7 separate regions of the Mus musculus genome follow, and regions 1, 2, 4, 5, 6 and 7 are each linked to region 3. The links are chromatin contacts, called in public promoter capture Hi-C and targeted proximity ligation maps. All regions are on one chromosome and are shown on one strand. The core of a region is the stretch at or near the end of the contact, and the rest is flanking DNA. Distances in the headings are between cores, read along the strand shown. Region 1 holds the start of Syvn1 (synovial apoptosis inhibitor 1, synoviolin). Region 2 overlaps Majin (membrane anchored junction protein). Region 3 holds the start of Efemp2 (epidermal growth factor-containing fibulin-like extracellular matrix protein 2). Region 4 holds the start of Rbm14 (RNA binding motif protein 14). Region 5 holds the start of Capn1 (calpain 1). Region 6 holds the start of Nrxn2 (neurexin II). Region 7 holds the start of Ccs (copper chaperone for superoxide dismutase).

Evidence for each region. Promoter capture Hi-C pulls out the DNA fragments that hold promoters and counts their contacts.
Region 1: a promoter capture Hi-C map of hippocampal neurons shows a contact between it and region 3, with 4 times the contacts expected there. A contact is called at or near these places in 4 of 39 promoter capture datasets (the SN4741 cell line, hippocampal neurons, macrophages and 1 more), 2 of 484 Hi-C or Micro-C datasets (CD4 T cells and embryonic stem cells), 5 of 130 datasets of targeted methods (bone marrow-derived macrophages, embryonic stem cells, large pre-B cells and 1 more) and 3 of 9 other capture datasets (adipose tissue, embryonic stem cells and liver).
Region 2: a contact with region 3 is called in a targeted proximity ligation map of pancreatic cancer cells. A contact is called at or near these places in 5 of 39 promoter capture datasets (the SN4741 cell line, liver, neutrophils and 1 more), 2 of 130 datasets of targeted methods (bone marrow-derived macrophages and pancreatic cancer cells) and 2 of 9 other capture datasets (adipose tissue and liver).
Region 4: a contact with region 3 is called in a promoter capture Hi-C map of the SN4741 cell line, with 2.7 times the contacts expected there. A contact is called at or near these places in 4 of 39 promoter capture datasets (the SN4741 cell line, fetal liver, neural stem cells and 1 more) and 1 of 130 datasets of targeted methods (pancreatic cancer cells).
Region 5: a contact with region 3 is called in a promoter capture Hi-C map of liver, with 4 times the contacts expected there. A contact is called at or near these places in 3 of 39 promoter capture datasets (liver and pre-B cells), 1 of 130 datasets of targeted methods (pancreatic cancer cells) and 2 of 9 other capture datasets (adipose tissue and liver).
Region 6: a contact with region 3 is called in a promoter capture Hi-C map of embryonic stem cells, with 4 times the contacts expected there. A contact is called at or near these places in 4 of 39 promoter capture datasets (embryonic stem cells, hippocampal neurons, liver and 1 more), 1 of 130 datasets of targeted methods (pancreatic cancer cells) and 1 of 9 other capture datasets (liver).
Region 7: a promoter capture Hi-C map of fetal liver shows a contact between it and region 3, with 2.5 times the contacts expected there. A contact is called at or near these places in 2 of 39 promoter capture datasets (erythroid cells and fetal liver).

Annotation. Positions count from the first base shown.
Region 1 is chr19:6,044,330-6,048,070 of GRCm38.p6, reverse strand. Syvn1 (synovial apoptosis inhibitor 1, synoviolin) reads right to left here and starts at 1,495. Exons shown (of 16, transcript NM_028769.5): 1 at 943-1,495; 2 at 6-154. The coding sequence starts at 137. It also overlaps the pseudogene Gm8034.
Region 2 is chr19:6,202,426-6,206,283 of GRCm38.p6, reverse strand. Majin (membrane anchored junction protein) reads right to left here. Exons shown (of 11, transcript NM_001165919.2): 3 at 21-66. Among named protein-coding and RNA genes, the nearest start is that of Majin, 20 kb to the right of the region's middle.
Region 3 is chr19:5,472,135-5,476,375 of GRCm38.p6, reverse strand. Efemp2 (epidermal growth factor-containing fibulin-like extracellular matrix protein 2) reads right to left here and starts at 1,686. Exons shown (of 11, transcript NM_021474.3): 1 at 1,602-1,686; 2 at 1,198-1,315; 3 at 920-968; 4 at 104-310. The coding sequence starts at 1,308.
Region 4 is chr19:4,808,859-4,813,163 of GRCm38.p6, reverse strand. It overlaps Rbm14 (RNA binding motif protein 14), which reads left to right and starts at 1,530. Exons shown (of 3, transcript NM_019869.3): 1 at 1,530-1,992. The coding sequence starts at 1,656. Gm21992 (predicted gene 21992) reads left to right here and starts at 1,565. Exons shown (of 3, transcript NR_157185.1): 1 at 1,565-1,992.
Region 5 is chr19:6,012,839-6,016,787 of GRCm38.p6, reverse strand. It overlaps Capn1 (calpain 1), which reads left to right and starts at 1,541. Exons shown (of 22, transcript NM_007600.3): 1 at 1,541-1,682; 2 at 2,320-2,587; 3 at 2,723-2,792; 4 at 3,081-3,199. The coding sequence starts at 2,321. Gm10814 (predicted gene 10814) reads right to left here. Exons shown (of 5, transcript NR_045783.1): 2 at 2,432-2,559; 3 at 976-1,919; 4 at 305-471.
Region 6 is chr19:6,417,149-6,420,932 of GRCm38.p6, reverse strand. It overlaps Nrxn2 (neurexin II), which reads right to left and starts at 2,177. Exons shown (of 23, transcript NM_001205234.2): 1 at 1,961-2,177. Gm14965 (a long non-coding RNA gene) reads left to right here and starts at 2,171. Exons shown (of 3, transcript XR_879495.2): 1 at 2,171-2,442; 2 at 3,273-3,456.
Region 7 is chr19:4,837,218-4,841,082 of GRCm38.p6, reverse strand. It overlaps Ccs (copper chaperone for superoxide dismutase), which reads left to right and starts at 1,761. Exons shown (of 8, transcript NM_016892.3): 1 at 1,761-1,886; 2 at 2,180-2,252. The coding sequence starts at 1,848. Ccdc87 (coiled-coil domain containing 87) reads right to left here and starts at 1,717. Exons shown (of 1, transcript NM_207268.3): 1 at 1-1,717. The coding sequence starts at 1,601.

The sequences.
Region 1 (3,741 bases), core at 246-2,745, 570 kb before region 3:
CTCACTGCCATGCTGGGGCTGGACTTGGTCAAATACACTACAGTGGGGTAGAACTGGTGTTTGAGGTAGTAGGCATGAGCCACCACTGCCCCGGTTAGCGCCAGGCTGGCCGCCATCATCACTGCGGTGCGGAACATCGCCCTGGCCCAGAGACCTGCACAAGGAAAATGACATTTGTGATATCCACACTATGTAAACCTAGCACAGTCCCTGGCAGAGTGTAAGGGCAAACACTCATTTCACCTTGACAGCCATTAGATTCAAAACAGCATATACTCCCTGTTTCACAAACGAGAAACTAGGACTCAAAGGGGTTAGAGGCTCACACTGATGCAAGGCCTAGAACTTGGATCAATCTCGTTTCAAATCTAGGGCTCTTCCACGCTGTCTGCCAAGGCGCCTCCTCTAGGGAGTCACTGAGGCAAAGTTAGGAGGAGGGGGGCTGCCACCGCTGACCCTCTGAAGGAGCTGGGATGATAGGCTTTAGAGGCAGGTTCGCTGGGCCCGCCAGGGGTGGAGGAGGCAAGGTGCAGAGGGCACAGCTTGAGAAGGCGACACAACCAGTGACAGCTGTGCCAGGGTGGTCAGCGCAGACGCGCGCCCATCGGGGTACGTCAGTCTGGAACCCTGCCCCCCCCCCCGCCCCCAGCAGTGTCCACTCTGAGAACCGGAGAAACGGCCGACCGCCAGGGTGCGGCGGCGGGGCTGAGAACCAGTCAGGTCGCCTCACAGTCGCGCACCTGTGAACGCTAGGAGTTGCGAACCTCGCAGGCGGGGCCCGGCCTCTGGAACGGTGGCCGCGCCGCCGCCTAAGGTCTCCAGCCATCTGACAGGCCGAAAACTGGCGGCCGAACGCAGCGGGGCGGGCTGATCGCAGTGACCCCAAAGGACAAGGTCCTAGACGCCGACCCCCCAACCCCAATCAGGACCAGGCCCACTCACCAGGAGCCCAGCGCCGCGAGCACGCTCAATCACCGCGACTGCGGCAGCCGCTCCGGTTAACAACACTCCCCACCCCCTGCGAACCGGAACTTCGGGGGTAAGACACCTCACTTCCGGCGGCGCGGGGCGCGGCGGAGTGGACCGTACCAAGTTCTCTTTGCGCGCTCCGATCTCGCCTGCGCTTCTGGGGCCCGTGCGCGAGCAACCGGAACGAGCGAGAGCTGTGACGTGTGGTCGCGACCAGGAGAGCAGCGGGAAAGGGCTGAAGCCCGCCACTTGCTAGTCGCCGTTGTAGAATCACCACCCTAAACTCCTCCAAGACTCCGGCTCTCAATGTGCCTGGAAGATGGGGCGTTCCGCGGGCCGAGCCATTTGGACGGGGGGCAGGAGCGAGCAAGGGCCAGACTTTATGTCAGGCATGAAAGAAATAAAATGTGTAAGCGCCTCATTCCAGGGATAGCTACGACACGGTAAGAAGTTAAGTGCTTCTCGGAAAAAAATAGCGGTGCAGAAAACAGATATAGGTCTTCCCAGGTTACCTCCCCCCAACGCAGGTTGTGTAGGAGTGAGTTTGTTCCCGTGGCTACCGCCGATTGGTTGCGATAAAGTTACGCGGACCAATGAGAAAAGAAAGGAAAAATTTCTGGCCTATAGGGAAAGAAAAGCAGGTGAGTGGTTGCTAGGGTCTGTAGGCAGAGTGGCCCCGGACTGGGTGCCAAGGCAGCTGGATGCCAGCTGAGAAAGCGCAGTCCATAGGCCGGGGATCCCTATCCCGCCTGGGGGGATGCTTACGGGGCCCGCAAAAGGAGCAGTGCTTGCGTGTCCGGACTGACATAAAACAGAACGCCAGTTATTTCTAGGTTGGGGTGGAGAGTTCTGTGCGAAGGCGTTGACTTTTCAACACCCCAAAAGCTCAGTCGGCGTGCGTGTTCATCCCTGGGAGATAGCCAGACCCTTTGTTCTGAGCTGATTCTGTCTGTTAGGGCTCACACAAGCAGTATAGTCGCGTACAGAATGGAAACTGAAAGCGGACACCTCATTACCCAGGTTTATCAGCTAGAGGGTGCTCCTCCCATTTTTAACTCGGACTCACTCGGAATTCAGAGGCCTAAGGGGGGGGGGGATCAAATATAAGAATTCATGAAGATCAACTGGAGGAATTTATACTGTGGGAGTCACAACACGGACAGTGAATACAGAACCGGAGGTGACTGTGTTGTTAAAATATAACACAGGGGCTTTCAGAATTGTCATTACTGATAGAGCACTTAAGAAAAATACATAAAATGGCTTTCCTTCAGTACAACGGAATTAAACATCTTGTCTGTCAAAAAAGAAAGAAAACTGATTCTAGACGACTTTAAGGCAGTGGCTGGCTCTCAACCTGTGAGTCGTAAGCCCTTTGGGAATCAAACCGTTACACAGGGGTCACAAATGAGATATCCTGCATATCAGACGTTTACTTACAATTCATAACTAGCAAAATTACAGTTATGAAGTAGCAACGAAGTAATTATGGTTGGGGATCACAACAGGAGGAACTGTATTAAAGGGTAGCAGTGTCAGTGCCTGTCTGCCCCTCAGCCCTGTGCTCTTGGTCTCAGCCATCTTCACCACCACCTGTTGTCTTTAACAGTTAACATCCCGAGATGGCTCCCCTTTCCTTCCTCCATAAGGCTAGCTATGAACTTCTACTGGCTACCTTTAACCCTACACACTCATCCTCCCCCATTCTTGAAAATCTCCTACATTTTGTGGCAATCCCTCCTCTCCCCCAGGTATATATCTGTCTTACTTCCTCTGTCTGTTTTTATTTAAGTTCTGTGTCCATGTTGGCCTTTTTTCTTGCCACATTTCCTCTGATCCTATGGCTTCAACTTCCCTGGCCCCAAGATGTCGAGGGAGGGCTCCCTTGTCTGGTCTTCAGTTCAGGTCTACTCAACCTCTGAAATCATGTAGTGAGCAGAGCATAGTGGCCCACTCCTACAATCCCAGAAAATTGGGAGACTGAGGCAGGAAGAGCATCATAAATCTGAGGCCAGCGTACAGCTATAGAGTGAGATCCTATCTAAAAAAAAAAAAGCTGGGCGTGGTGGCGCCTACCTTTAATCCCAGCACTCGGGAGGCAGAGGCAGGCGGATTTCTGAGTTCGAGGCCAGCCTGGTCTACAGAGTGAGTTCTAGGACAGCCAGGGCTACACAGAGAAACCCTGTCTCGAAAAACAAAATAAGGTCTCTTGCTGCAGCAACGAGAGTGGGAGCACCTGGAGCGCAAGCTTGGAAGGAGAATCCACGAGTTGTAAGAAAATGGCAGACAAGCCGGACATAGGGGAAATCGCCAGCTTCAATAAGGGCAAGCTGAAGAAAACCGAGACGCAGGAGAACACCCTGCCGACCAAAGAGACCACTGAACAGGAAAAGAGGAGTGAAATCTCCTAAAAGCCTAGGAAGACTTCCCCATCCCACCCCACCCCACCCCCTCGTGATTTGGAGGAAGAGCCACCTGTAAGATGGACCCGAGCCACAAGCTGCACTGTGAAACCTGGGCACTCCGAGCCGATGCCACCGGCCCACGGGTCTCTGAAGGGGACCCCTCCGCTAATCGGTCTGCCAAATTTCACCGGTTTGCCCTGGGATATTATAGAAAATTATTTGTATGATTGATGAAAATAAAAACACCTCGTGGCAAAAAAAGAAAACAAAACAAAACAAAAAAATCGGGGGTTGGGCAGTCTAATGAGAAGAGCAATCACCAGGACCCATATGGTGGAAGGAGACAACTGACTCATAACAAACTTCT
Region 2 (3,858 bases), core at 589-3,088, 730 kb before region 3:
TTGCTTCATTTTCCTCCTACCTCCAGCTCCTGGACGATGACTTCCTTATCCTCTATTTCTTCTCCTCTAGAAGGGAAACAGAGAAGTACCATAAGAAAGCAAGTCCTGTCTAGTATCTGAAACAAGATATATTACAGTCTGTGGTTGACCCAGTGCTCACCTTACACAGTGTGTTTGAGAATTGGTACAAGGTTGCCCCCCAAAGTCTTCTCTGTAAAACTTGCAAGATCTTATATTTCTGCTGTAATGGTTTAAAAGTTTTTAGATTTTATATATATATGTATATATAAGACTATATATAGTTAATAAATTATATACATATATACACACATATATGGTTTTTTGAGACAGAGTTTCTCTAATTTTTTTTGAGTAAGTTTTTGTTTGTTTGTTTGTTTGTTTTTTTTTTTTTTGAGACAGGGTTTCTCTGTGTAGCCCTGGCCATCCTGGAACTCACTCTGTAGACCAGACTGGCCTCAGTCTCACAGAGATCTTCCTGTCTCTGCTGGATTAAAACTGTGAGTGTATCTTCTTCCCTGGAGCCACAGAACTCAGTTGTGGAAAATCAAACAAAAGCCTTACCTATGAAGTTGGCTGAATTACAGCAAAAATTCAGGTCCTAGCTTGGAAGGTATCAACAGTTAAGCTAAGGGCACTTACTGGTTAGGGAATGGGATACTATAATTTGAGATGGCTATGTGTGGGAGAACCCTATTGAAACTGAGAACTTTGAACCCTCAGATTCCAGAGTTTAATCACCTGAGGAACAGTCTCTCCACCTGCAGTAGATGTACTCGGATCCCCACCCCCTGAAATACTGCCTTTTCCACTGCTGACTGAGGAAATCCGACCTTCACTGTCTGCTATATCAGCAGTGACTTTCCTGAAGGAAATGCTAGACATTGCTAATGATCCTCAGGATCCACCAATAGTTGTCTCTAGACCTACAACCAGACTCAAGGCTATGCAGGCTCTTAGAGGGGTGGTAAAAAGTGTAAGCTGGGCATGGTGGTATAAGCCTTCAATCCCAGCACATGAGAGGCAGAGACAGGAGGATCTCTGTGAGTTAGAGGCCAGCCTAAACTACAGAGTGAGTTCCAAGACAGCCAAAGCTACACAGAGATACCTTGTCCAGAAAGGAAAAGAAGTAAAAGAAAATGAAAAGAAAGAAAGTGTAGTCCATGAGGAAACTCACTACACTACTAAGGAGCTTAATGAGTTTGCTAATTCAACCAGGCCGAAGCCTGGAGAATATGTGTGGGAATAGATTTCAAGGGTGTAGGATAACATAAAACCGAATCAGGCTGAGTTTATTGATACAGGCCCACTGAGTGCAGAATCTGGGTTTAATATGTAAGCTTGTACAGATGTCAAAGATTTTGCTTGAATGGTTGGCTGAAATATTTCTCAAAAGACGGCCTACTGAAAAGGAGCTGGGGGATACCTGATATCCTTGGCTTAATGTTGATGAAGGGATTCATGGCATAGGGAGGCTACAATGCTAAAGTGGATATGCTGTGTAAAAGCTGATAGTCCACAGTGGAAAGGCCAGAAAGGCAGCCCTTCACTAATTCTGTAAGATGGGCACCAGCACATCAGAAGAGCTTTGCTGTTGCCCTTTTCCTTGTGTCAGACCTTTGGGTTGGAGACGCTACTGCCTAGTTGGTTGAATTGAATGTAGTGAATTTATTTGGGCCCCAAAGTAGCAGGGGCCCTGAGGCAGCACTGAATTGCCTAATGGGCAGCACAGAAAAAACACTGTCCAGAATGACTGGACCCATAAGCACAGCACAAAGTGATTTTGGTGGCATGACTCACATGGACCTTTGGTACTGGCTAATCAAGCATGGGGTTTCCAGGCATGAAATAGATAAGAAGCCTACTACTGCATGTTTTGTTTGATCTGTGTAAGTGGAAAAATTCTCAAACAAATGGATGGTAGCAAAAGGAATCTCGGGCTGTGAACCAGTTTCTGCCAGTTTGCAGACCCAGAATCCCTCAAATGAAACCACAACCAGGTTCCCCCGTGGAAGGACCTTGATAAATTCCTGAGTTTTACTGTTAACCTTTCTCTAGTCCTTCCCCAGAGGGACACACAGCCTTTTAAAAGTGTAGTATATACATTGGGGGAAGGGAAGCAATCAGATATTCTGGGGTCTGATAGGTACTGGTTCTGAACTGATGCTGATTCTGGGAGACTCTAAGAAACGTCCGGACCTCCAGTTAAACTACATGTTTATGGGGGCCATGTGATTTGGCTGAAGTCTAGCTCACAGTAGGTTCAGTGAGTTCCCATACTCGTCATGTGGTTATTTTCTCAGTTTCAGAATGTATAACTGGGACAGATATACTTAGATTCCCTGACCTATGGAGTGATCTACTATGGTTGGAAAGGCTAAATGGAAGCCTTTAGAGTTACCTCTATCAGGGAAAAAGGTGAATCAAAAGCAGTATTGTATTCCTGGAGGAATTGTAGAAACCATCGAGGAGGAAGGATGGTGGCTCTCACCACATCTCCCTTTAACTCTCCTGTTTGGCCAGTACAAGAGACACATGGATCATGGAGAATGAGAGTGGACAATTGAAAACTCAACCAAGCAGTGACTCCAATTGCAGCTGGTGTGCAGATGCGGTGTCCTTACTTGAACACATTAACACATCTCCTGGTACATGGTATGCAGCTATTGATCTAGCAAATGCCCTTTTCTCAGTGCCTGTCCATAAGGACCACCAGAAGTAATTTGCTTTTGGTTGGCAAGGCCAGCAGTATACTTTTACAGTTTTACTGCAAACATTTTATTAACTTTTGAGCCCAATGATGTAACTCAGAAAAGATCTTGATGACCTGAATCTTTCACAAAATATCACATTGGTCCACTACGTTGCTGACATTATGCTGATTGAACCAAGTGAGCAGGTGGTAGCAACCACTTTGGACTTGTTGGTAACACACATGCGCATCAGAGGATAGAAAATAAATCAAACCAAAATTCAAAGGCCTTCTATCTCAAATTCTTGGGATTTCAGTGGTGTAGGGCATGCAGAGATAGATATTCCTTCTAAAGTGAAAGATAGGTTATTGTACCTGGCTCTTCCTACTGCCAAGGGGGTGGGCAGGGAACATGTTTAGAGGGCCTGTTTGGATTCTGAAGACATGTTCCTCACTTGGGTGTTACTCCAGCCAATATATCAAGCGACTTGAAAAGCTGCTAGCAGGCTGGAGAGATGGCTCAGCGGTTAAGAGTGCCGACTGCTCTTCTGAAGGTCGTGAGTTCAAATCCCATCAACCACATGATGGCTCATAACCATCCGTAATGAGATCTGATGCCCTCTTCTGGGGTGTCTGAAGACAGCTACAGTGTACTTACGTATAATAAATAATATTTTTTTTTTTTTTGGTTTTTCGAGACAGGGTTTCTCTTTATAGCTCTGGCTGTCCTGGAACTCACTTTGTAGACCAGGCTGGCCTCGAAATCAGAAATCCACCCGCCTCTGCCTCCCGAGTGCTGGGATTAAAGGCGTGCGCCACCACGCCCGGCAATAATATTTAAACAAAAAAAGAAAAAGAAAAGCTGCTAGCTTTGAGTGGGGCCTAGAAAAGGAGAAGGCTCTTCAACATGTCCAGGCTGCTGTGCAGTCTGCTTTACCACTTGGACCATAGTGATCTAGCAGATCTGATAGTACTTGAGGAGTCAGTGACAGAGAGGGATACTGTTTGAAGCCTTTGGAATTTTGGAGCAAGGCTCTACCATCATCTGTAGACAACTATTCTGCAGACAACTTTGAAAGAGAGCTCTTGGCCTGCTATTGGACCCTAGTAAAAACTGAACATTTGACAATGGGTCACCACGTTACCAT
Region 3 (4,241 bases), core at 437-2,936:
CTATGAGTTCCAGGACAGCCAGGGCTCCACAGAGAAACCCTGTCTCGGGGAAAAAACTCATAAACCGCGTGGAAGCCCAGACACCCGATCAGCCCTTGCTTACCCACACAGCTCTCCTGTTCATCAGGCTCGTAGCCCTGCGGGCAAGGGTTTGGTTGTTGAGCATGGGCCGCTGGCGGTGGAGGTCCTTCACCATGGAGATCACTGATGACGGCAGCAGAGCGAGGCAGACACAAATAACCCCCGTAGTGGTTGATGCATTTCATCTCACCCTTGCAAGCCTCCGGGATGGTCAGGCACTCGTTGACATCTGCAGAGAGGGGCCTGCTGGGCACAGCCAGTCACCTGGGCTGGCCCTGGAGGTAGTGGGAGGCAGATGCCCAACTTGGCCTTCTCTAAGCTGAGCAACAGAGCAAGACTTTCTCTCTGCTAGGCAAACTAAGGCTGCTGACCCAGAAGCCCTGCCAGGGATTGGCAGGACTGGGAGTGGGGCCCCCTGTTTCACACTGGTATCTCCATTCTCCTGCCTCCTCAAATCCCTGCCTCTACCTTTGCCCAAGAGAAATTTTGCGGGCCTGCCGACCCACGGGGCATGCACGGCTCTCCCAGGCTGCATTGGGATAAAGAGCTGGGCTAGGCAGGTACAGTGCAGTCCAGGGAAGGTGTGCGTATTTCCTTCTCTCTGGGCAATAGCCAGGTGCTCCCTTCCCTCCTGCAGGATAGAGGCCGTTTGTCCAGCTTCTTGAAGGGGCAGGGCTCCTAACTGAGTGGCACAAGGGAAGCATGGCTGGCTACCAAGCTGGACAGGGAAAAGGGCCATCAAGTTCCTGCAGCAGCTCTGGGAGGTAAGGTATCCCTGGGAAACAACAACCCCCTTCCCAGTTCCTGAAGATGGCTAGTACCCCAGACAGAGACTCACCCCGGCAGTGCTGGCTGTCTGCATCCCACTCATAGCCATCTGTGCATTCCTGGAAGGGAACCCGATGTGGCCAGTGACCACCCTGGCTGTCTCCACCAACTAGCCAGGCCAAGACCAGGGCCAGAGTTCAGAGTCATGCTCGGGTCAGCTCCACACAATGGCCTCCAGCTTTCCACCAACCAAGCCGGGGAGAATCTTGCCCAGAAGCAGCCTCCCCAGGATCCTGATCTCACTGTCCTTCCCATCCCATCCCAAGCTGGTGACCCCACGGTCCCCACCGTGTAGCTGTCCGGCTCCTCGGGATCCTGTGGGGACGCTGCTCCCAAGAGCAACAGCAGAAACGCCCAGAGCAGCAAAGACCCGGGGAGGCAGGAGGCAAAAGGGAGCATCCTGAGGCTGGGAGGTGGTGGGCAGAAGTCAGGGGTTTCTGCCACAGCACCCCCCATTCCCTCTATCTGGAAGGGGAGCCTGGGTCCCAGCTGTCTCGTCTCAGGACTGTGCTGAGGCTGGAACCTTCCAGGGCTGGGGACAGAATCCTTTCGCAGGCCTATGGCCCAGGCCCGCAATCCCGGACCGCCCCGCCCCCGCCCCGCGAGTCGTGAAGCGCAGGCCTCCCCGCTCCGCGCAGCACCGACTCGGCCGCCAAACGGCCCGCGCCCTCCCTCCGCTGGAGGCCACTCACGCGTCGACTCCAGCAGTGCCTGCGGGCGGGCGGACGGACGGACGGACCGCGCAGCTCACTGGACGCGCGGCCCCAGGAAGCGCCCCCCGCCCGCCCGCCGGCCGCGGCCCACCCCGGCGCCTCCGCCCGCCCTTCGGCGGATTCCTGAGCCCGCGCCAGGGGGAGGGACCCCGACCCCCCGGCTTCTCCGCCCCGGCCGGCCACAGGCCCCCACCCGGTCCCCCGCGGCGCTGCCTGGAGTCGCCTGCGGACGCCCAGCCAGAGTTTCCCAAAGTTTGGATCCTTAGGCCACTGACCTTGATGCTTGGCCCCCAAACTCACCTAAGGACCCCGGGCCTTCACTCAAAATGTTATTCTGCCCACCTAGACCCTATCTAACCTGTGCCTCCGGAATCCCATGCTGTGCATTCGCACCTCCGTGTAACCCGATTCTGCGCCTCCCAGAACCTACTAGGCATTTAATCCTCAGAGCTTCAAATTCTACTCCTTTCAGAATTTTATCCAGTGTTAAACCATCATCACTTAGATGATCCTAAAACTTCATCCAAGGTTTCCAGACCCTCGTCCAACTTAATTAATTGTCCAAATTAATTGTCCAATTCCCTCTGCATCCACATCCACGGCCTCCAGGTGGTCTCTTTACTTGGGGTACTGCTTCCCCAAGCCGTGCCAGCGCAAAACTACAGTAGTATGGGGGAGAGGGCAGCAGTATTCTTGGCTCGAAATGAATGGAAGCCCCTGGGAAGGCGGGCAAGCTTGAACTTGGGCGCGGAGGACACTAGGGCCCAGTGCCAGCCCTTTCCCGAGCCTCTTCCCATCCAAGTCCCCCACCCAGTTTCCGCCTCCGCCCCCAGCGGAGATCATGCCTTGGAGGCGGAGTCTGGGTGCCTCCAGCGCCCAGGAAGGGGTGAATGGGCGGGACTTCGCGTTGCCCACGTCTCAAGGCGGGCCTAGACGGGAAAGGGTTGCGTGTCCAGGGTTCCCGTGCCTGGCCCAGACCGCTAGCGGCAATAACCAGGTCTTCCTTAACTTTCCCTTACCCAACCTCTTTCCATCTTGTTTGTTTGTTTGTTTTTGTTTTGTCATTTTGAGACAGGGTCTCACATTGTGTAACTCTGACTGTTCTGGAACTCACTAAGTAGATGAGGCCTCGAACTCACAAAGATCCGCCTGTTTCTGCCTCCTAGGCTCTGGGATGAAAGGTGTACACTACCATGCTCCGCTCTGCCTTGACGTTTAAAAAAAAAAATCTGCTTCATTTCATTTAACTGTCTGAGTGGTAATGTATGTGGTATATTCGTGTGTACCTATTCACCTTATGTTTTAAGACAGGGTTTGTCGCTGGAAATTACTAATTTAGCTAGATTGCGTGGCCAGAGTGCCAGAGTGGTCTGCCAGTCTTCACCTCCCTGGCCCTCTAAGGGTTACAAACCTGCATCACCACTATAGCTGGCCTTTATGCTAGGGCTGGAAATCTGAACCCAGACCCTCATGCTGTGTAGCAAGCGGTTTACCCAATAAGACATTTCCTCAGCTTCCATTGCCTTGATTAGAAAAAAGAAAAAAAAATTAACGGGCTGGAGAGGTGGCTCAGCAATTAAGAGCAATGACTGCTCTTCCAGAGGTCCTGAGTTCAATTTCCAGTAACCACATGGTGACTCACAACCATCTGTAATGGGGATTGGATGCCCTCTTCTGGTATGTCTGAAGACAGCAACAATGTACTCACATACATGAAATAAATTAATAAATCTTTAAAAAAAAAAAAAGAAAAAATAAAAAAATTAACTTTTAATGATGCATATACATGTGTATCTGTGTGTTGGTATATACACCCGAGTGCAGGTGTCCACAGAGGCCAGCAGTGTCCCCTGGACCTGGAATTACAGGAAGTTGTTAACTGCCCGATGTGGGAACCAATCTCAGGTCATCCGGAAGAGGAATACTGGAGCCATTTCTCCAGCACTGACTTTTTTAAGCAATAGAGGGTGAGGGGTGTAGCTCAGTAGCATCCTGCTTGCTTAGCATTACCAAGATCCAAAGTTCAATCCCAGGAACTAACTCCTGACACACTAGAGTGTGTGTGTGTGTGTGTATGTACATGAGTGTGTGTGTATGGATGTGAATGTATGTACGTGAGTGTAAGTGTATGAGTGTGTTAATGTGTGTGTGAATGTCTGTGTATGTGAGTGTATGAGTATATGTGAATGTATGTGTGTGAGTGTAGAGTGTTCATGTGTGTGAATGTCTGTGTATGTGAGTGTATGTTATGAGTATATGTGAATATATGAGTGTGAATGTGAGTGTAAAGTGTGCGTGTGAGCTGGGCGTGGTGGCGCACGCCTTTAATCCCAGCACTTGGGAGGCAGAGGCAGGCGGATTTCTGAGTTCAAGGCCAGCCTGGTCTACAGAGTGAGTTCCAGGACAACCAGGGCTACACATACAGAGAAACCCTGTCTTGAAAAACCAAAAGAAAAAAAAAAAGAGTGTGCATGTGAGTGTGTGAATATGTGTTGGAATTCTGAGGTAGAACAAAGCCCACAGAGAGAAGTGTGAGGAAGAGATGGTCCTGAGCAAATGTGTACTGTTGATATTAACATAGTCATGTGAAGGGCCCCAATCACTCAGACCCGTGGGGAT
Region 4 (4,305 bases), core at 281-2,780, 660 kb after region 3:
CATTCATACACACAAAACATTAAAAGAAAGCCGCCAAGACTCAAGAGACCTCTCCCCAAGGTTATTTGTTTATTTGACATAGGGTCTCACATATCCCAGGCAATTTGGGATGACTTTCAACTTCTGACCCTTAAAGCTGTGAGTACAGCAGTGGGCTGCTTTGTTCTGTTCTTTTGAAATTTTTTTAGTTTTGTTTGTTTGTTTTTGAGACAGGGTTTCTCTGTGCAGTCCTGGAACTCACTCTGTAGACCAGGCTGGCCTCGAACTCAGAAATCTGCCTGCCTCTGCCTCCCAAGTGCTGGGATTACAGGGATGGCTTAAATTTTTTTAAAAGATTTATTTATTATTATATCTAAGTATACTGTAGCTGTCTTCAGATGCACCAGAAGAGGGCGACAGATCTTACTATGGATGGTTGTGAGCCACCATGTGGTTGCTGGGATTTGAACTCAGGACCTTTGGAAGAGCAGTCGGTGCTCTTAACCACTGAGCCATCTCTCCAGCCTTTTTTAAATTTAACGTTATTTTATGTGTGTGGGTGTTTTGCTTGTTTCTCTGCGTACCACAGATGTGCAATGGCCAGTTCTCTTGGAACTGGAATTAGCTGGTTTGTAAGCCCTCATGTTGGTGCTGGGAATCGAACTCAAGTTTTCTGGAAAAGCAGCAAGCTCTCTTACCAGTGAGCAGCCCCTCTAAGTTTTTGCTGTTTTTTTAAAGACAGGGTCTCTCTATATCCTTGCCTATCCTGGATCTCACTATGTAGACCAGGCTGGCCTCGAACAAATTTCTTTCGATTTTGCTTCCTGGTTGCTGGGATTAAAAGGGTGCCCACCACTCCTGGCCCCCTCCTCATATATTTTTAAGATCCAACTTTTGGCTTCCTCAGGATTACTGATCTTCTACTTTATGGAACATAATACTGTGATAAACTTCATGCATACAATAAATGGTCATCATCGTAATTCTCGAAATTCCATCAGGTTGAGACAGACAGACGCTCAATATTCACTGTCTGCAAAATCCTCCAGAGCTCAAGCAACCCCAAGTAATGTGCTTGCAAAGAAAGAGTTACAGTCCCTTCCTACTCCAAGCATATAGTGTCGGGGGCCAATCCCAGACTAAAAGGGGTTTGTCCTGGTTTCTCCTCCGGGCGCGGCCTTACCGCAGACGCTGAGGCTGCCATCACAACACCCAGGGTTTGGCTGCGGCAGCTCAAACGGAGGAGCCCGGACTTCCCTAAAGAACAAAGTTTTCCTTGGGGCCCCGCCGGGACGCCACACCCTGGCCGGAGGTAGCTCTTCTGACTAGGCCTCTGCGGACTCGGCCGGAGCGCGCTTCCCCGTCCCCAGCCCTCCTTTCCCCTCCCCCCGAAGGTGGCGGTTGGTCGCGCGCCTCTATGCTTTTTCCACCCCCTCCGTTAACAAGGGGCTCCAGGCCCTCTGGGATTGGCTGCGTCAAAGGACATCTGCTCTCAACCTGTTTGATTGGCTGCTATCCGCGCGCGATGCCGCCTCCAATTGGTTAGGTTAGAGCGCCTGCGCGGCGGGGTTCTCGGTCGCCAGCCATTCCTGTGGAGGACTGCGGGTCGTTCGGACGTTTTGCCTGTCGCTGTAGGAGAGGTCCTGTCTCTCCGAGAAGGCGGTTGCGGCGGCAAAATGAAGATTTTTGTGGGCAATGTCGATGGGGCGGATACGACACCGGAGGAGTTGGCAGCTCTCTTCGCGCCCTATGGCACGGTCATGAGCTGCGCCGTCATGAAACAGTTTGCCTTCGTGCACATGCGCGAGAACGCTGGCGCGGTGCGCGCCATCGAGGCCCTGCATGGCCACGAGCTGCGTCCAGGTCGCGCGCTCGTGGTGGAGATGTCGCGCCCGAGGCCCCTGAACACTTGGAAGATTTTCGTGGGCAATGTATCGGCTGCATGTACAAGTCAGGAATTGCGCAGCCTCTTCGAGCGCCGTGGACGCGTCATCGAGTGTGACGTGGTAAAAGGTAACGCGGGAGCGCGCTCGGGAGGGGACACGCGCGGTGCTCTCTGCCTCTTAGCCACGCCCCTCACTCTGGGGTTGGTCCTCAGGGTTGGGAATGATGGGGAAGTGTGCAGGAGCGGGGCCTAAGGTGCTGGGGGCGAGTTGGGTAGAGCCACCCTTCTCCCCTGCGGTCCCAGCAACATTCATCAAGTGGGAGGAGTCGGTTCCGGGCGGGTGCAGTGGCCACTGCAAGCCGAAGCCTCGGGGCTGGGGACGCGCCAGAGATTTGCGAGTGTGCGGGGTTGGGAGGAGGCGCCTTTTCCTGGTTGCATGAGCCTGGCACCAAAATGAAATGGAAAGGGAAGGGCACCAACCGGATTATGGAGCGGTGAAAAGAGTTCGCCACTTCCCCACTTCCTCTCCAGAATTTGGTCAGATCGAGGGAAAAGGGAAAAGGTTGGGTTGAAGCCCCAAGGCCGCTCTGGCGTTCCTTCCCGATGCTTCCCGGAAGGTAGCGGGCCCTTGGTTTCTCGGGTTCGGGCTTTTTTAGTATTGTCTGGAATGAATCTGCTTGTGGGCATGGGAGGGGCCTTTTCGGAACCCCTTTGACCTTTCAGTATTCGATGGGTTAGCCTTGGCGGTTTTGTGCTTTTTAATTCTTTTCCTCCACCCTCCACTTTGTGTTGGGTTTTACAACTTAACAAGTGGAAGCCCCGGTTTTCTGCGTTATTTTTGCATGTGAAAGGGGGCTATTAAGCCTCTCCCTCGTTAGCCTTTTACTTGCTAAGCTGGTGCCTCCGGGCACAGATGTTTATTAGCTTGGTGAGATTGCAAAGGGGAATACTCTGGCTGGGGGGGGGGGGGGTGTTGAGAGGGGCGTGTGAGATTTCTATTAAACTTGGTTTTAACACCATTTATTTAGTTAGTACTTTTTATTGCTTGAATAATTCTTAGGACAGCTTGCTAGTTTGCTATTTCCTTTGAGGAAATGTCTTTTTCAGACCCTGTTGATTTTCATATGTTGGGGTTTTATCTCTTTATCTTTCAAATACCTGCTTTTTTTATGTTGGCAAGATTTTATGAGACACCCAGACCGATGTGGGTTTCACTGATGAGAGTTAACTTTGCCCTGTCATTTTCAACAGTGCACCCTGGGAGTGAGGCCTTGTTTATTCCCTAGTTGTGCTGTTGTTGGATTCATATCTGCTTGTGCCTTGTAAGGAATTTTGAGGACAGGAACTACATGTGGGTATAGGTGCTTGCTCATTCTCATCAAGGGTTCATTTGCTGTTCTGGAAAGTCACAACTTTGGGCCATTCCTTGTCTTTTCAAAGAGGGGGGTGAAGGGTCATAGGATGTGCATTTATAGGAACGAAATGTTTGTTCTGTCTAATACTGCATTCTGTTTCCTTCAATTCAGGTTATATCTGGAATCTGACTTTACTGCAAACTTTAAGCAGGCTGTGTGATTTATGGGTTTTTGCTTCTGTTTAGTGTAAACGAGTGGGAAAGGTCTCAGTTTGGGTACTTGGTCAGCAAATGCATGGGATGTATGAGTTTTTATGAGAGTCTCAATTGACCTATCTAGTTTTTTTTTTGTAGTTCTTAGGTAGTCTGGATGGTAGAGTGGGAGTAGAATTCAGTACCTGAGGGGGACAGACTCCTTTGGAATTTGTATGGTTCAATAAGCTTTTTCTCTGATGGTAGGCCAGAAATTTGCTTGAATTTGTTTGGGACTGGCAGTCAGTGACTGTGGTGGTTGGGATGTAGAACTAGATTCTCTGTGAGAGAAGGTTTGTGCATTTCTTTCCTTTTGAAAACATATTTATAGCAGAACTACACTCTAGGCTGATATGACACAGACTCTATCCTTTGCTGTAAGAGATTTGGTGAGATTTGAACGTACTTCTACTGATGCCGGTACCTCAGTTGGGGTGACAGGCTTTCAGGATGGAGGTGGAGTAGAAGAGCAGCTCTGATGCTATCAGTAGCTTGCTCCTCGTGGGAGGGGCTGAGGCTTCCAGGGCTTGAAAAGTGCAGAAGCTTGATCTTAAATCGATGGCCAGCTCTGGAATATTTCACAGGAACAAACAATCATAGTAGTTTGGTTGGTTACTTGGGCTTTGGTATGATTTGTAGAACAAAATCTCCATAGCAGCAATGATAACTATTCTCCACAGCTATATACTACTAGATATTCAAAGATGAACAGTTTCAGGAATCATACAGGTGTCAAGGGAGGTTTGAATATCAGATAAGAAAAATACAGCCATTCTTCCTGTGTGTATGTATGTATATGTGTGTGTGTGTGTGTGTGTGTGTGTGTGTGTATATA
Region 5 (3,949 bases), core at 292-2,791, 540 kb before region 3:
CAGCCTTCACATCAGGCAGCTCTTTGATTGCCTGTAACTCCAGCTTGTGAGGGTCTGAAACCCTCTTCTGCCCTCTTGTGCTTACTTGCATGCATGTGCACACATAAATAAAACAACAAAAATCTGAACCCCTGAATCTGCCTAACCCTGCCACTCTCCCCTCTTTTCTCCCCGGAGTAAGCAACACCCGCTACACCTCATGTCCTCTACCTGCCTAGGCTTTCTTCAGGCACCACCCTACCTCTCCCCCGCCCCCGGCCACGCGCATCTCCCCACCCTTGCCAAAGTTCCTGCCTTTACTGACACCTGCATTAGATGAGGCTTCAGTCGGGGAAAGTGTGTGGACCAACCCTTCCTCTCCATTAACCATGAAGGCAGAGGCGTCTTCATCAGCTCATGCCCAGCTGAGCATAACGCCCAGGTGCGAAAGTTAGACGCAGTCAGCTCTTAACTTTTGGAGTGTCGAGGTGCCTAGAATCCCAAGAAAAGCACCATCTATTCAATGAATGCTTGTCCATCTTATGTAGCTTGATCGGCCATGCTGTGACCTCTATAACTGTGAAGAGCCTTGGGACCGCTCCAATCCCTCTGCATCCTTGATGCTCCAAACTCTTGTAGTGCGCCCAGGGGGATCTGCAGGTCCTGTGTGAGCCTGCCCTGGTGTTCCGGGCCTCTGCTGCCCTCTCCCGGGTCAGGTAACCCCCACAAGGGAGCTGATCCCAGGTGCGCAGACCAATTACTTGAAAGAGAAGGCCAGAATGCTACACAAAGATTGGCTAAGGCCATTGTCCCTCTTTTTTTTCTGCACGGTTGGGGAAATCGAGGCACGGATTTACCTAAGGCCATGCAGGGTGTGCGCAAAGACCGCTAGGGCGGAGTGCTAGCTCTGCAGGCCTGCGCCCTAAGGTGAGGGGGTGGGGAGCTGGCTCAGCCCTACAGCGGGTCTGCGGCAGGGACCGGCCGGGGTGGGGCTACCGTTTGTCTAGCGTCCGGCAGAAGTCAGCTCTCATCCAGCCAGGGGCAGCTCCAGCAAGCAGTTGCAGCCACCAGAGGTAATCCCTGCTTCGCCGAGCGCCGGCTGGGCTGGAAGACAGCTGCAACCCAGAGGCACGCGGGGGCGCAGGAGGCGGGTGGAGGACTGTGTTGGCGGCGTCACTGAGCCGGATCGTCCCCAGTACCTTCCCGGAGGGCGACATAGGGTGGGGCCGGCGGCTCTGCAACTCGAGCTGCGGCCCTAGTTAAAAATACCCCTTGCCCTACCCTCTCTCTGGCCGGCGGTGCCCTTCTGTCCCAGTCCAACCCTTCTCACCCGGACCGGCGACCGGCTCCTCCCGGGAGACAACTCTGCCATTTACCAATTTGTCCTCTCGCAGAGCTGGCTTAGAGTCTGCAGAGGAAGGGGGCGGGGGGAGGGGACTGAAAGACACCCTAAGTAAGAGATAGTAAAAAAGTGTTGCGGGGGAGATAAGGGAGAGCCTAGAGGGAGCGGGGTAAGAGCCTCGGGCGTAGGTGGAGGACCAGGGAGGGAGGGACCAGGGCCGAGGGGCGGTGGAGGAGGGCGGGGAGGAGGGCAGGGAGGAGGGCAGGGAGGAGCGCTCTTCCTGGTTGGGCCCTGCCCTGAGCTGCCACCAAGGAAGCCAGCCCCAGGGACCGCAGCAATCTCCCAAACTCCCCTTCCCCAGGTAAGAAGTTGGGTGTCCAGACTACGACTGTTTGACCCAGGCCACTGCTTCTGGGGTTAGGGGGCTGTCGCTGATCAGCCCCTGCTTCAGGTCTTCTGTGTGTTTGCCTGAGGGTTAAGGGTCCGGAAGCAGCTCAACCCAGGCGCTCAGCTCAACCTGTCCGCTGTAGCTGGGCCAGTGTCCAGTGCTCTGATGTTCAGCTTGTGGAAAGGCATCAGTGCGTGGAGTTTTCAGTTCCTAAGCCGAGGAAAGGGGCAAATGAACTAGATGCTTGGCAGCTTTGTGGAGGGGAAGTTACAGGCAGGCAAATGGTGTCAGGGATCGTACCTGGAGTACCTCTGCTCTGCTGCTGTGGCTGGCCTCCACCCTATCCTACCTGCCTGGATGGCTGATACCAAACTGTCACCTCTGGGCGGTAAGAATAGGGAAAAGAGAGGTGGTGACCAGGATACCTAGAAACTGGACACCCCTTTCCAGATTCTGAGAGCCTAACAACAAGGTGGCTGAGAGTCCCAGGCACTGTAAAGGGAGCAGTGACCCATGTTTGGGGAGGAATGAGTCCAGGAGAATGTCGGCAGGCAGTTGTGTTTTATCCCTGGGAAGGCCTGCATCTCTACCAGGCCCATGTGTTCCCCAGGATGACAGAGGAGTTAATCACCCCTGTGTACTGCACCGGGGTGTCAGCCCAAGTACAGAAGAAGCGGGACAAGGAGCTGGGCTTGGGCCGCCATGAAAACGCCATCAAGTACCTGGGCCAGGATTATGAAACGCTTCGGGCAAGATGCCTGCAGAGTGGGGTCCTCTTCCAAGACGAGGCCTTCCCTCCGGTTTCTCATAGCCTGGGCTTCAAGGAACTGGGTCCTCATTCCTCTAAAACCTATGGCATCAAATGGAAGCGGCCTACGGTAAGAGGGCCACTCTGGGTGGAACTTGGTTCTGATGGTGGTGGGCAATGGGACTGGGCCCCCCCATTATTCGTGGTGTCTGGGTACCAGTTTCTAGGAGGGACTGGCCCAGGAACATGACCGTGGGTCTTGTAGGAACTGATGTCAAACCCCCAGTTCATCGTGGATGGAGCCACCCGGACAGACATCTGCCAGGGAGCACTGGGTAGGCCCCCAGGGGTGGGGTTCTGGGCGTTTGCCCCATTGTAGTTCTCCGTTCCCGTTCCATTGGGCACTGCCCCAACTCCTCCCTCCTGCAGGTCCAGACAGGTTTTGACTATCAGCATAGGTGCTGGTTCGCCCAGATTCCTGGGTCTTTTCTGTAAGCGGAGGGGAGATGAAGGGTACCCCACCCAGGGAATCCCTGGTGGCCCCCGGCATCCCACATACACAGCACCTCCCTCCCCTGGGCAGATCCGGAAAGCAAGCCTGATGAGGGTCTTTCCTATTCCAGGGGACTGTTGGCTCCTGGCTGCCATTGCCTCCCTCACCCTCAACGAGACTATTCTGCACCGAGTGGTTCCCTACGGCCAGAGCTTTCAGGATGGCTACGCTGGCATCTTTCATTTCCAGGTGAAGGTCCCTGCACCCTCCCTGGGCCAGAGGAATAGCTGACTTTAGGGAGATGGGAAAGGATGGCCCACAGCACTGTGAAGCTGAGATGGCCGGGGCCATGCCCTTCGAGGGCAGCCCTCCCTCTGGAAGGTATTTGGCCTCTCTGTGCCACCTCTGGTCAGTCATGTGTGAATGGTCAAGCAGGTATTTTCAGCTTGCAGCTCTCCTAGGTAAGGTTGTGCTTAGCAGAGAAAGTGTGGAAGAAGTGCTTTGGCTTTTTGCCCCAGCCTCAGTTTCCCCATCTTCACCTGTCAGTTCACCCTTTTCCCAGTTTCCCAGACTTGGCAAACCTGACAGAGTGTAGAGGAAAAGACAGACATGGCGTTTAAACACCATTCCCTGATGTTTCTGACAGGGCCCACGTTTCAAGTTACATTAGTGAATTCTCCAGGAGCTAGTGTTGAGAGTCACACCCCAAAAGTCTTGGTTGAGGCCTTTTCTACCATGATGATCCCAGTCATGCCTGAAGGGGGTCTCTGTGTTCCTTCCTTCTGCCTAATTTGGTCCCACTACCTCACTCTGCCCACGCCAGAAGAAATGGCAGCTATTATTCTATGCTGAGTGCCCCAACCAAGACAGCTCTGTCACCCTTTTCCCTACCCCCTTTCCTCAAATCTCCAATCTACTCCTCTTCCAGCTTCTATTTGGCACAGTCAGTGCCGCTTCCCAAATCCTTCAGTGATCCTCTTACCTCATCATTCTGGGCTT
Region 6 (3,784 bases), core at 928-3,427, 940 kb before region 3:
CTCTGAGGGGAAGGACTGTCAGGCAGTGCTTTGTCAGGAGACCCGGGGGCACTCAGGGGTTCTATGCGTGCTGTGTGCTCAAGTAGGGCTCCTGGAGGAGGTCCCTGAGGCAGGCAGGAGGTGGCAGTGTCTCTGGGCGGGGAGCGTGGGCGGTTTGCTGCCAAGGAGTTGTATTGTATACGCAGGTGTGTGCGCCTTGTGTAGGTGTGTGTCTGGGCGAGTGCCACCAAGTGTGTGGATCAGTGTCGGGATGTCTGTGTCACTGGCAAGGGTAGACAGAACAGAACAGAAAAGACGGAGCCTGGAGAGACACGGAGGTCCCCGGTGGCTATTCTAGAGCCCTGTCCCTTCCTCTCAGGAGCAGCTGTCATGTGGATTCAGCCAAGGAGCAGCTTCTCAGCAGGCACTGCCAGCTGATCGGTCCCGCCCACCCCTGTGCTGCTGAGGATGGACAGAGTCTGAGCACACTTCCCTTAGCAAAGGTAAGGGGCCTCCCAGACACAGACCCTACTCCCTGAGGCTACAGACGAAAGTTGCTCTGGCTCTGACATATCCATCCCTGAGCCATCCCCAGGTTTGGGGTAGCAAGCTGGGACCTGAGTAGCTGAAGCACCTACAAAGCCGGAGGCCCTCCATGTAGTTAACTGACTAGCCGACCTCCCCTCCTCTCTTTTTCCTTCCTGCTCCCTTCTCTCTCTTTTTCTAGCAGAAGACAGAGGATGTAAAGCTCTCCCCCAGAAGGAACGCCCAGACACTGAGAAGGTGGACGAGAGGGAGGGGCAGGAATGACTAGAAGGTCCTTGTCTACCCCACCCACCCACAATATGTGCAAAGAACGAGGGTGTTTGAAAGCCGGAAGTAGTCAAGGGGGCTGGAGACCCAAGACCCACCCCCTCAGATTTTCTTGAGCACTGTGGAGCTGGGCACCCTTTCGCTGTGGAGCACCAAGGAACTACCCCTCCCATCCCTGCCGGTTCATTAAGGCCCTGGATGCCTCAAGAGGGGGTGACGGCAAAGGCAACTGGAACAGCCCAATAACCCCCACAAATCCAATTTCACCTCCAGGAGCCCACCCAGGGTCCTTGTGGTCATACCCCCATCCCAAAGAACCCAGGCAGACTGCTCCTCCCTCTGGGGGAGAAGGCTGGAGCATGAGAAATGGTTCCCACCTCTTTGAGGTGGAGGGATAAGCCCAGGGCTCAGAAGACTCCTCTACCCTTCCAGTACTCTGTGACCAGAGCCCCACCGCTGCCCTCAAGTATATTCTCAGCCAAGCAGAGCCTCCTTCGACCGGTTTCCCTCTCTGTCACCCCCCAGCTCTCCCCAGCAAGCTTCTCTCCTCTCCCTCAGGCCCCCCATCTTGTCCAGCTCTTCCCCGTCACAGACTCATCTATGCCTAGAGCATCCTGGCATCTTCCCCTCTGCTCCCTCCTGATAACCTCCTCTCCCCTTGGCTCCCATCCCCCAGTAGTCTTTTCTTCAGTGGTTGCCCCCAGACCTCCCTCTCCACTTCCCAAACCTCTCTCCAGCCTGCCTCCTCTCCCACTAAGACCAGTGTTTCTCCCCTGCAGACCCTTCAGACCACAACAGCTCGCAGCTTCTCTGGTCCATCACTGCTTCCAGCTGCCAGGACCAGCATAGACTGGGACCTCCCCCCACCCCTATTTCAGAGCCCTTCTCACAGCCCTATGGATGCCCCTCCTTCAGACCCCCTTCCCCCATCGACCCTCCCTCACCACCTTGCATTCGCCCCAGCTCAGGGCCAATGCCCCTTCCACAGGGAGTCCCCCAACCTCCCCCAGCGGCTTCGCCTCCTCGCTGTCACCCAGCCAGCCCTCTCTGCTCGGCGCCCCCGCCCCCCAATCCGTCCTTTCTGCATCCGCCGCCCCCTCCGACCCGCTCCCCTCCCCCGATTGGCTCCCGCCCCCCACCCGTCTCCGCCGCAGCCCCCCCCCCATACCTGGTTTTGGGGGCGCCAGGAGCTGAAGGGTAGGGATCCGAGCCTAGAGACCGCTGGGTCTACGGCAGGTAACAGATCCTGGGCCAGCGATATCGGCTGCCTCGCGCCTCCTGGTCCCCGCCGCGTCCCCGCCCGCCCCGCCGCGGTGCCGCTCCGAGGAGGATGCTCTGAGAGTCAGGGCGGCTGCTCCCGCCGCCGCATCCCTGCAACACCGACTGACGGCAGCATCAGCACCAGGACCCGCCCCCCAAGCACACGCATTGGGCCACGCAACACTGACGGACGAGTGGCACAGCCAATGCGAAGATGCAGAAGCCGCCAGTCCCGCGGCTCCATGACCCGCCTCCCTCCTCCGCGAGGACCCAGGCGTCCCGGCCCCAGGGCATCCGAGCCCTTTCCCACCTCTCTGGACCTTTGCCCGGACGTCCAGGCCTCTTAACCCAGCAGGTGCTCTCCCCAGGCTCGGGGTCTTGGGAATCCAGGTACCCTAGCCCCTTCTACCTTTGGTTGGGTTGTTGGATCCCACACCCACCCGCCCCTGCCGGCGGGTCCCGAAGATAGTGCCCAGGGCTGGGACAAACCAAAGGAGAGGACTGAACCCCGACTTGAGGCACCGAGAGAGCAGGACCCGAGCAGGGCCTTGGCCACAGCGCCCTCTGCTGGCTGAGTCTGGGGGGGCTGGCCTGGGCTACCCGGAGCCAAGGAAGCCTCTCCCACCCCAGGACTGCTAGTGGCTTTTCCAGTCGCTCGCAGAGACCCTACCAATCACTGTCTCTGTATCCTCTAGCTGGAAGCCTCCGGAACTGAAGAGCTAGGGGCTTTTCTGAGATAAGGACGAAGCTTGGAGGTTGGCAAGATTCTAAGCTAGAGACAGTGGGGTTTCCCAGCCCAGACTCATGGGAATCCCAGAGTTTGGAACCAGCTTTCCACCCCTGTGGAAGGCTTTTCTGGGGTAGGAAAAGGCTAGTGGTGGGGTGGAAGCTACCCACTCCCTGTTACTGAATACAAATCTAGTAGAATCTTCCCTTCGAGCTCCTACCCTTAGCTGTGAGTTTCAGAGTGTGGTCCTGGCGTGCAAGTCTTCTGCAGTAAGAATGTCTGCATCGCCGTGTTTGTGTCAGAGTGTGAGGAAGGAACACCCCTCTTCATTTACTCCACCGAGAAAAGGTAGATCCAGCGCCTAGGTGTGTATACCATTACCTAAGTTGGACACAAGGCTTCTCAATGAGACAGTGTGCCGGCGTGGGTGTGGCCGTGGGTGTGTGGCAGACCATTTTGCCAGTTCTCTCCAGGCCCCTGATTTCTGTTACAGGGCCTGTGATCTGCACAGCTGGTAGCAGTTGGCATTTCCTTAGCCAGAGGCAATATGCAAGAACACACGTCCAACCACTAATGTATGCAGATACACATGGGGGCACACAGCCATGCACACCTATTCATGTGTGCCCAGCGTTTCCAAGAAACACAAAGGGACACTGCAGAGATGCCCCACCATGGTAAGTCACCACGGGGGGTGGGGGGACACACTCGATCCATAACCTGCATACTTGTGCATACACAGGTACCTGCACACTCAAGGGCAAACACACACCCAAGTGACTCACAGGGGACCTGCCCATGGAGTCTCCCTGGTCGTCGGTAGGTACTTTGCAGAGCAGTCAATTCCTGAGTTAATGAATGTGGACACTCCCCCCACCGCTCCTTAGAGAGGACCTCCTTTGATAGCCTGGAAGGAGGATAGGAGAAGACCTAGCTGCAATGGGTATTTCCCAGGCAGTGGAAAGGGAGATTCCTGAACAAGGTCCCAGACTTGGGGCCTACTCT
Region 7 (3,865 bases), core at 512-3,011, 640 kb after region 3:
TGTAGAAAAGATGAGGCCAAGTAGGAGGACCAATCTTTATCTGCTGAAGGCTCAATTTGGTCTCCTTCCTCAAAAGATAAGTGACTAACAGAGACTCGGCTCATCAACTCCTTGTAGACCTCTCCGGTGGTGTTCCCAACAAGACGATCCGCATCCATTTCTTCAATGGCTTTACCATCCAGTTCCCCAGTCAGATGGTTGTATAGGACTCCAGCCCCCTCAACGTGGAAAGAGTCGTTAAAGTATCTTTCAGAGAGTTGCACAGTAGCTACCTGGACTATAACTTGATCATGTACCTTCAAAGCAACAGTGACTGGCTGTGGGTGTAGTGGGATGATTCTCGGGGGTTGGAGATCCCACTTTCCGGAGGCTTCTTCCTCCTGCAGGCTTTTGATCATTTGCTGCAGTTTCTCTAGGTGGTGCTGGGCAGTTAGGCGCCGGGTAAGGACCCCGAGGAGGGGAGGCAGGCCAGAGTCCAGCAGGGAGTATCGACTCCACTCCATTCTCATGATCTTCATTTTCTGCTTCAGATCCTCAGCCACTATGTCCCGGAATGGCAGTGGTTTACTCTCTGAAGCCAAGATCAGCGGGGTGAGGGGATGAGGAGAGGGAGGAAGAAGGCACAACTCATCTGCCAGACTCCACCCCTCATGAAGACAAGGCATGGACTGGCCCCTTTGGAGCCAGGAATGGACTGGTGAGGTGGGGAATTGGTGACTCTCACTGCTGGGAGAATGACTAGGCAGTGGTACCATCGGTGAGGGTCTCGATTCAATTTCTTTATCCTTTATCATGGAGGGCACCCAGAGGAGCTGCTGTCTACTCTTCAGCTGGGGGATGGATTTCAACTCTTCCACTGGATCAGGTTCGGGCTCACTGGGGAAATCATATGGGCGGCTGAGTTGGACAAGGTAGTTCAGGTTGAGGCTAGAGCACGGCATGTGGTCTAAGCCAGTGCTGTGAGGCCAGGGGATTGGACAGAGCTTGAAAGTCCCAGGGGGACAGGGAGGAGGACGCAATTTGACTATGCCTCCCTGGGCGTGCTTTAAATTTAGCAGGGTCTGAAAATCAGCCAGCAGACAGCGATAGACATCAGGACTGGTGAGGAAAACTGTGCAATCCCTGGCAAGGTTTACTGCCAACCGGCTGAGGGTGGCTGATTCAGTGAAGACCCTTCTAGAGGTCGGCAGGGTCACCAGCAGGTGCAGGTAGCGTACGAAGAGCTGCTCACTACTGATCAGCACGTAGGACTCGAGCCGCTGCCGCAGCTTCTGGTTGTTTTCGTAGTCCAGAATGGGTTCTATAGGAGGTTCCCGCCAGTTGCACTTCAGCTCTTCTAGAATAACCTCAGTGAGACGAAGTCGGTCCTTGGCAGTTACTCGTGCCGCCCGCCCGCTGCTTGCTAGCCGCTTGGACACTTGGCGGCACAGCGGCCCAACTTTCAGCTTCGCCAGCGGGATGGATTGCAAGGGCGTGGCATCTTGAGAGGGGCGCTTCGGAGGCTCTGGAGGAGGCTTCGCCTTGCTGGGGAAGAGCGACAGCGGACTCAGCAACCGGTGGTAAATCGGCTTGAGGTCAGGTTCCTGACTGTGTGGTTCCATCTTTACCAGGTGGTTCCGGCTGAGCGGGTAGAGGACGCCAAATGGTTACTAAGGAAACTGCATCAATGCGCCTGCGCAGCCGGTAGCACTACCGGACAGCTCAGAGGCCTCAGCCTAGGGAGCGCACGCGCCAAGGAGGTGGAGCTAAGGGCGGCCTCCGAGACTCCGCCCATCCCACAAAGTAGAGTTGTGTTGGTCTCTGGACCCTACCGGTTCGGTGCGGCCTAGGCAGTGACAACAGCTAGGATGGCTTCGAAGTCGGGGGACGGTGGGACTGTGTGTGCGGTGAGTGAAAGCTTCATGTGGAGCCTCGCATAACTTCAGCCCTTGGGGTGATCAATATCTTGGGAAGCCAGGAAAGAACAGGCTCCTGGGGAGGTGAAATTCCGGGGTTAGGACGGAGATGCCCCTCACGGGAGGGGGGTTGGTGGTAAAGACCGCGATCCTGGAATGTTCATGAGATAATAAAGGAGGAATTTGAAGAGAAGTCAAGTGCAATGTGTGCAAAGAGACATAGGGGATGAGGTGGCGAGTAAGGATCATGTCTGACATGTGCCCTGGCCTTGCTTCCCTTACAGTTGGAGTTTGCAGTGCAGATGAGTTGTCAGAGCTGTGTGGATGCTGTGCACAAGACCCTGAAAGGGGTGGCAGGTAAGAGTAGACAATCTTTCTGGGATCAGCCAGGGGTTTGTGTTTAGCCGTATTCCGGTTGCATAGATGCAGAAAGAATGAAAGGAAGTTTCTCAGAGTCCGGGAGATGCAGAGCCTAGAGTATAGGCCTCAAGCTTTGCCTAGCCAGAGCTTTCTTCTAGTACAAACTGCCTGTCCAGCTGCTGAACAGCATGGAACTAGCCAGAGTATAGAGCACTTCCTACCAAGGGCATTCTAGAGGGGGAGGGGGGCGGGCATTTGAGGTCTGGCTTGGGAAATAGAACAGTTCTGAGAAAGCAGACAACATCCCTGGCCCAATTCAGGGACTTTAAGCCAGGAGGTCTGCAGGTGGGTGACCTGGCAGAAGAGGAAAGATATGAAAGGCAGAGTCATTTTCCTGACGCTAGAAACTGGCTGTTTTGGATTCTGTTAAATGTTCATTCAACCTTTCAGCCAGTATAGATTAGACACTGGGGGTTTCTGAGGGAAAATGTTTACCCCTATGCTTAGGTAAAGATCGTATAAGCTTTGGCAAAGGAGCGCTCCTAGAACACTTCCTTGGGAAGCCATGGTGGCAAAGGGAAAGAAGGAGATGAGAGTCTGAAGCCAGGACACTGGCAGGGGTGGGGTGGGGAACCCCAGTGCGTATAGTTCCACAGATGTACAGCTTCGTGCTTATTTTCTGTGTTTCTGTTTCTTCAGTGTTTGAACAGTGTTCATAGCTCAGTGTTGTCATGAGGAGTGAATTAGTTGATACAAGTCTTGAGCCTGTAGTGAGAGCCCACTCAATTTCAGGGGATTGTAAGAGGAAAGAGGAGAAAAGCTTACAGGCAAAGGTGGGGTTTTAGGAGGACGATTGAGGGGACTGATTGTTTTGTTTTATTTTGAGATAAGGTCTTTCTCCACATAGCCCTGGCTTTCCTGGAACTCACTATGTAGGCCAGGCTGGCCTGCAGTTCACAGAGATCTGCTTACCTTTACCCCCGAGTGCTGAGATGAAAGTTGTGCGTGCGTGCGTGCGCCACCACACCTGACCTGGAACTATTATTTGATTTATTATTAGTGAGTGTGTGCATGATGTGCTTGGAGGAGGGCTTGTGCATGTGGAGGTCAAGAACAACTCCAGAGCTGGTTCTCTGCTTCCAGCTGTCTTGTGTAGCATGAACAGTTCACCCAGGGCTGGAGAGATGACTTAGCAACTAAGAGCACTAACTGCTCTTCCAGAGGTCCTGAGTTCAATTTCCAGCAATCATCTGTAGTGGGATCTGATGCCCTCTCTGGTGTGTATGTACTCACATACATAAAATTAATAATTTTTTTAAAAAAGCACAAAAAGAAACAAAAAACAAAAAACCCAAACAAACCAAAAAGCAGAACCAAACCCGAAAAGTTCATCCGTTAAGCCATCTGCCTGGCTTGGGATGATTTTTTTTTTTTAGGTTTATTTTTAAAATCTGTTTTATTTAATATGTACGGGTGTTTTGCGTGCCTGTGTCTGTGAACCATGTGTTTGCCAGGGGCAAGGAAGATGGCTGAGTCAGTAGAAGTGATAGCTGCATCAGTGTGAGAGTCCAGTTCAGATTGCCAGCACCTGTGTCTATGCCAGACTGGCG